2 separate regions of the Sus scrofa genome follow, and region 2 is linked to region 1. Evidence: chromatin contacts called from public HiChIP or PLAC-seq data. All regions are on one chromosome and are shown on one strand. The core of a region is the stretch at or near the end of the contact, and the rest is flanking DNA. Distances in the headings are between cores, read along the strand shown.

Region 1 (3,162 bases), core at 534-3,033:
TTTAAAATCTGTAGAAACTGTAGTGGTGTCACCTCTCTCATTCCTAATATTGGTGATTTTGGTATTTATTCTCTTTGTCTTGATCATTCTAGATAGCAATATATCAATTTTATTGATCTCAAAGAATCAGTTTTCATTCATTTTCTGTATTGCTTTCATGTTTTCTATTTTATCAATTACTGCTTTGCTCTTTATTATTTCTTTTCCTTTGCTTGCTTTGGGTTTTTCCTCTTCTTTTTCTAGTTCCTTAAGGTAGAGGCTGAAATGATTGATATTGGGACTTTGTTTTCTACTTTAGGAATTTTAGTGCTATAAATTTCCCTCTATGTACTGATTTAGCTGCATTTCATAGACTTCAATGAGTAATGCTTTTATTTTCATTTATTTCAAAATACTGCCCAATTCCTCTTTTGATTTCTTCTTTAACCACATGTCATTTAGAAGTGTGTTGATATAGTTTCCAAACATTTGAGTATTTTCCAGGTATCTTCCTTATATTGATTTCTAATTTAATTTCACTCTGATCAAAGAACTCACATTCTGTGAGTTAAATCATGTTTTATTGAGACTTATTTTATGGCCCAGTAAATGATCTATCTTAAATGTTCTGTGTGCACGTAAAAAAAAAAAAAAAAAAAAAAAAAAGGTGTATTATGCTCTTTTGACATGGAAGCTTCTATAAATGTCAGTCTGGTTGTTCAGGTCTTCTATGTCTTTGCTAATTTTCTGTTTGCTCATTCTGTCAATTAGGAAAGACAAGTTGAGATCTCAGACCATAAGTGTGGATTTATTGATTTCTCCTTATAAGTTATATCATATTCCTTATATCACTGCTCCTCTAGTCAGAGAGGAGTCCTCCTCCCTCAGAGCTACTGCTATTAGTGAAATAGGCTTGCCTGTGGCCAGAACTGGAAGAGAAAGGAAAAAGAGAAAAGATCCAGGAGATTTCCCTACATTTTCATCATTCCTGTGTGGATCCCCCCTCCCCCTCCACTGCCCAATTTGTATTCTCTAATTAGAAAGAGAAGACTTGGATCTTTTTGTTTGTTCCTTATGTGCCATTCTAGGATTTGGATTTTCTTTGGGTTCAGGCTGGGGGTTTGGGGACATAAACAGCAGGAAATGAATGCACCACTGAATTGGTTGTCCTTCAAGTTTTGGTTTCCTTCCACAATTTGCCTGCTACTATTTAGTTTTCAGAGATCTCAGATTGCTACTCCATCATTCTTTCCAGGGTATTCAGTTATATTTAGGGGTTTTAGTTTCATTCAGTAAAAGTAGAGTGTACATTCTCCATTTTACCCAGAACCAGAACCAGAGCCCTTCCGTTTTATTATATTTTGTGTTCAGGGGGTAATATTCAAAATAATTAATAATGAATATGCCATAAATATCAACCAGTAAGAACAGATGCCAATCTGTTCAGAATAAACATTAACATTAAACAACTGATATGTCAGTAGAGGTACATAATGCCTAATAATCACCCTGCCTGATTGTGGATCGAGTTTCTATTTAATGTCTCTTCTCCAATAATAATAGCAGACATGTAAGGTTAAGGTGTCTGGTGAGATGTTTTATCCTTCGGGGTCTCCTGTGTGTTAACTAACTGGGTTGGCCTTTGATCTCTCTCTCAAATACAGTGGATTCTGACTCAGACATCTCCACACTCATTGCTCCAAGTTCAGGGGCAGAGACCTCTGATGGCATCTGCTTATCCAGTGTAATAGATGGGAGATGGCCTGATGACTTGCGGTGAATCAGATCCCACTCCGCTCATTAAGACCGCTGCCCCTGGGCACTTCCTGCTCCTTGCATCTCTTGCTTCTGTGGTTAAAACTAACCTGGCAACACTCTCTCTCATCTTTCACAGTTATCCTCCTACACATGCTGTAGGCTATAATTTCCTCATTTTAGTTGCATCTAGTTTCTGTCTTCTGTGGATTTCTTAACATTTCTCTTCTATTATCGGCTTTGTGTTTTGTTTTGTAATGCTTCAAAAATTTGTTCTTTTTAAGGTAACATTTTTCTGTCATTTCCATACCACCTATATAATTGCCATTTAGTCTGAACTACCATCATTTCTGTGTCCTACCTTATTTCCATTCTTGCCAACATATAGTCTGTTGTTTGATACTATAGTTAAATCAAATCATGTATTTCCCCAAACTTGAAAAAAAAAAAAAAACTTCTCCAGTGGCTTCCTATCATGTTCAGAATAAACTCCAGAGTCTTTGTCAGTCCCTATGTGACCACCCCCCCAAGTTACCCTTTTCCTCACACTTTATGTCCTTCCACTCTCTCCCTTATCCACTTTGTTTCATCTGTATTGGCCTTTTTACCTAAACATGGTAAGAGCATTTTCTTTGCAGGACCTGTACATTTGTTCTTTGTGACTAAGGTCGGTAGATTTCTGCTTCGTTCAGAGACTCTCTGACCTCCTAAATACCTAGCCATAATATTCACAATAACTACTTCTACCTGTGTTTATTTACTTGTTCATTGTTGTCGCAACTACTAGGAAATTTGTTTCATTTGAGCAGAGACTATCTTATTCACCACTCTAGCCTTAGAACACTTAATATAAAAATTTGTCAGTATTTGTTGAATGAAAGTTCGAATGAGGATCTAGCACTTAGTGTGCATGGAAATGTGTGTGTGTGTGCCCAGGCCACTTATTGATCCAGTAGTCACTTCTGTTACTTATGTAACTGAAAAAATAAAGCAGCAGTGTGAGAAATTTGGATGTATGTATTTTGTCAGACTATGAAGTGGTTATTGATTTGTGAAATAGGGCTCTCGAAATATGACTGTAAAACTGATTGGCCAGTTATATATGTATATAGCTTTCTAAGGTTGGGTTCTTATTTTCTGCTTTCCAATATAGCATACTGTATTTTACTGGATTGTATTATTTACTATACTTGTTCTTATTTGTTGGATCTTGATTTTTCTTAACAGTCTAAGAGCTTATCAACAGTAGAATCTTAGCATCTAGCACAGTGCCAGTGTCTTGCATTTAGGCCATTCAAGTTGATGAAAGAAGCTTATCAATTCTAGGAATTCTGGTTCTGTATTTTAGGCAGCGTGGGTTACTTCATCAGAATTGAGGTTTTTTTGTTGTTGTTGTTGTACTAGCTCTCTTTTCTGAAGCAAGTTATT
Region 2 (3,532 bases), core at 598-3,097, 100 kb before region 1:
TTGCTTTTATATGGGCCACACATTATAGCAGTATCTTACTATGTTCAGCTTCTGTTTCTTTTTGAATAGTTAAGGATAAATATGATTAAGGTTAAGAGGCAAAAGAATTAGGTTGGTTTTAGTTGTCATCACGCCCTTTCTTTACCCTTTCCTTTCCCACAATATCACTTGCTGCCTTTACTCAATGCATGACATACTCCCACCTCTCAAATGCCTTTCTTTTGATCAGAACTTGAGAGATACTGATGTCAGTCATTTAAACTGAGTAGTTGCATGATAGTGAATAATTTTTTTGGTATGTTTTTTAAAATTTTCATTGCCTTAGTAATTTATCTGACAGGCTCATCTTGTGCTGCCTTCTGACACCCATGTTATGTCTAACTCTGAAGAAGTTTCTGACAAAATGTATTATTCGATTCTACTATTTTTTTTCTCAGCAGAGGTATCCCAAGTGGAGAGGTTTGGAGCAGAGCATGTAAGAGAACATTTTTCTTTATTTGCTCTGGTCTGAGTCTCTCATATATGTATTTTGTATTAAAAGGAGTCATTGTTATATGAAAAAACCCTTGATTTTTGTGTATTAGTTTATTATATAGACACATCATGTTCAAGGTATATGAGTTAGATTTGTTATGTTGGGAAAGTTGGGGGATTTCTATGCAGTATATTAATACATTAAATCATTCCCTTAAATATTTATTGACTACCTACAATGTATTATATGTTTATTGACTTCCTGATAATGCCACCTTTACTCCTCCAGTCTTTCAGGTGAGGATAGGCATTTCATCTTCTTCCTTAAATAAAAGCTAAATTTGTAATTCAGAATTCTGTGTCTTGGGAGTTCCTTGTGGCACAGCAGACTGAGGATCTGGTGGCGTCACTGCAGCGGCTTGGGTTGCTTCTGTGATGCAGGTTTGATCCCTGGCCCAGGAACTTCTGTATGCCGCAGGGGCAGTTCAAGACAAAAAAACCAAAACAAAACCCAAACAGTTTTGTGTTGTAGATATTCATTCTACCTTTGGGAAAAATATAGTTGAAAAAAATGTTTTAAAGTTTATTACTTTCCTAAAGTTTCACTGACCATTGTTGATAAATTTTACTCTTTAAATGGTAAGAGTATCGTGAAAACAGTGACTTGTAGATGTCTTTTTATAAATGTCAGCAAGTACTGCAGACCTAAAATTCACAAAGAAAGTATATAAGCAATGGAAAACTTTTGTGATTCCAAACACTTATCTTTGGTCCAGGTAGCCATGCTTATTTCCTTGTCTGTAATACCATTATCATACATAGTTATGTCAGATGACATATCTGATTAGAGATTGACAACAAAGAAATAGGCACCAGTTTTTTCTTGGCAGGGAAACTCCCTTGCCCCACCTGTGGGGACATCTGTAAGTAGATTAGCTAATAAATTTGGAAATGGGAGTGGGTATGTATAAACTGTGATTTAATCATTTAGGCAGGAGACACTGCCTCAGATCTCAGTAAATTCCCTCTGCTTAAGTGAAGGAAGTTTCTTCTTAGCCCTTTGTTCCTAATTTTGTGTTAAGGGGTCCCACAATTTCTAGCTCTGACTGCTGAAATTTGATAAGGCAAAGCTAAGTCGCTTGATGGGTATGGGTACTCTAGAATTCTGTTTCTGTTCAAATTCCATGGAATCCTGTAGAGCTCCTGAGGATTGTGTTAGGGTGAATGAAGGTAATTAGCTTTAGTACACATGTGGAATGAAGAGTTACTACATACTCAAATTTTGCTTCAGCCTCACAGAATCTTAGCTCTTCCTTTTTTAGGGATTTAAAGAGGAAGAGCAACTTCCTTTGGAAGTTGTTATTCAGACATTGCTGTATTGTAGGATGACAACACTGTTGCTTTGTTGTAAGAAGCTTTTGAAATTTTAGAGTCATGAGACTGTATAGGAGAACATGAGTTTGTGAGTTTTGTTTTTTCATTGAATTTGTGAGTTTTTGAATCATGAAAACAAGGTCAAATTATCACTCGGTAGCTATTGTATAACGTGCTAAAAACTCTCTTGCAGGGTTTTGATGATGATGAAATAATTTCAGTGAAAAATCCTTAGGACGATGTCTGGTACTTAATAAATGATAATTTTTATTAGGTTTTGGGAAGTGACCTGTTTTTTGATGTGATCCTTTCCACAATATTTTACTAGCATTATCAGTCCAGCTTTTTCTTGTTATTTTGTCTTCATCTTTTTTTGGCTGCCCTGAGGCATATGCAGTTACCTGACCCAGGGATCAGATTGAGCCACAGTGTCAACCTTCGCCTGGATCCTTAACCCACTTGTGCTGGGCTGGGGATCAATCTATGTCCCAGCGCTCCAGAAATGCTGCTGATCCTGTTGTGCCACAGTTGGAACCCCTCTTGCTCTCTTTGTCAACCTAGCAAGGTTTTTTGAAAAATCCGTGTTAATTTGGCTACTCATTAGTTTTATTTGTGTCTTGATAATTTCTTTTATGGAGGATATGAAGAGAGCTGAAAGTTCTTGAATAACTGTAAACTTAAAAATAAAAACTCTTAGAAGCAGGATGCTCTTGGGCAGACTCCTAGTATGCATTTCTTTTTGTACTAGTTGCCTTTGCACCACAAACTGGTGAAAAATTAATTTTAATCTCTTCCCTAAGATGGAAAACCACAGCACTTGTTGAGACCTTGAGCCCTTTGACAGTTTTTTCAATTTGATCATATAAATATTTTCTACTTTTACAAGCATTTCATATTTTTGTAAATAACTCAAACTTTATGTGATAACTTTATCTGTGCCCCCCCTCCCCGCCACTATGTGCCGTATTGTTTGCTTTTTAAATTGTCTTTTAAAAAAATTTGTATGTGATAGTCAGGGTGGTTGGTTTTCTTTTGTGATCTGCTTAATAAAAAGTACTTGCCTATTTACAGTGTAAAATAATATACTAGAAAAAGTGCCCCTCTAAGTATTCAAACTCTCATTTTTTCCCCCAAGGTTCAATTATTTCTGTAACATTTTGCCTGTTTCTGCTAATTTGTGTACATAATGTGCGAGTAATTATTCATTGAATATTTTTCTTTAAATGCACTTAGCTCACTTTATCTTAATTTTATCCTTGGTTGTAATATCCATAAATTAATAAGTTTGTGCTAGTTGTAAAACAAAAACTAGTTTAATCCTGAAGATATCTTGCTTAATGCCTTGGGAAAGATCACTTGTGTGCAAATTTGGTTCTAGATTGGATAGTTTTGTATTTTTAAATAAATGAACTTAATAATGATTCCTCACCTTTAGATAATTTTTTTTTTTTTTTTTTGTCTTTTTGCCATTTCTTGGGCAGCTCCCATGGCATATGGAGGTTCCCAGGCTAGGGGTCAAATCAGAGCTGTAGCCACCAGCCTATGCCAGAGCCACAGCATCGTGGGATCCGAGCCGCGTCTGCAACCTACACCACAGCTCACGGCAAAGTTGGATCCTTAACCCACTGAGCAAGGGCAGGGACCGAACCCGCAACCTCATGGTTCCTAGTCGGATTCGTTAACC

What was found. HiChIP or PLAC-seq counts read pairs in DNA pulled down with a chosen protein or histone mark.
Region 2: an H3K27ac HiChIP or PLAC-seq map of alveolar macrophages shows a contact between it and region 1. The contact joins two enhancer-like sites. A contact is called at or near these places in 3 of 47 Hi-C or Micro-C datasets (embryonic fibroblasts, epiblast stem cells and fibroblasts) and 1 of 2 datasets of contacts at active chromatin or transcription factors (alveolar macrophages).

Annotation. Positions count from the first base shown.
Region 1 is chr12:15,702,487-15,705,648 of Sscrofa11.1, reverse strand. All of the region lies in intron 3 of TANC2 (protein TANC2), which reads left to right. Among named protein-coding and RNA genes, the nearest start is that of TANC2, 110 kb to the left of the region's middle. Within about 2 kb of position 1,783, at least 2 of the 83 cell types and tissues checked have an H3K27ac peak or open chromatin away from gene starts, as enhancers often do. A contact at or near this core is called in alveolar macrophages, where this site is marked.
Region 2 is chr12:15,804,751-15,808,282 of Sscrofa11.1, reverse strand. All of the region lies in intron 1 of TANC2 (protein TANC2), which reads left to right. Among named protein-coding and RNA genes, the nearest start is that of TANC2, 7.3 kb to the left of the region's middle. Within about 2 kb of position 1,847, at least 6 of the 83 cell types and tissues checked have an H3K27ac peak or open chromatin away from gene starts, as enhancers often do. A contact at or near this core is called in alveolar macrophages, where this site is marked.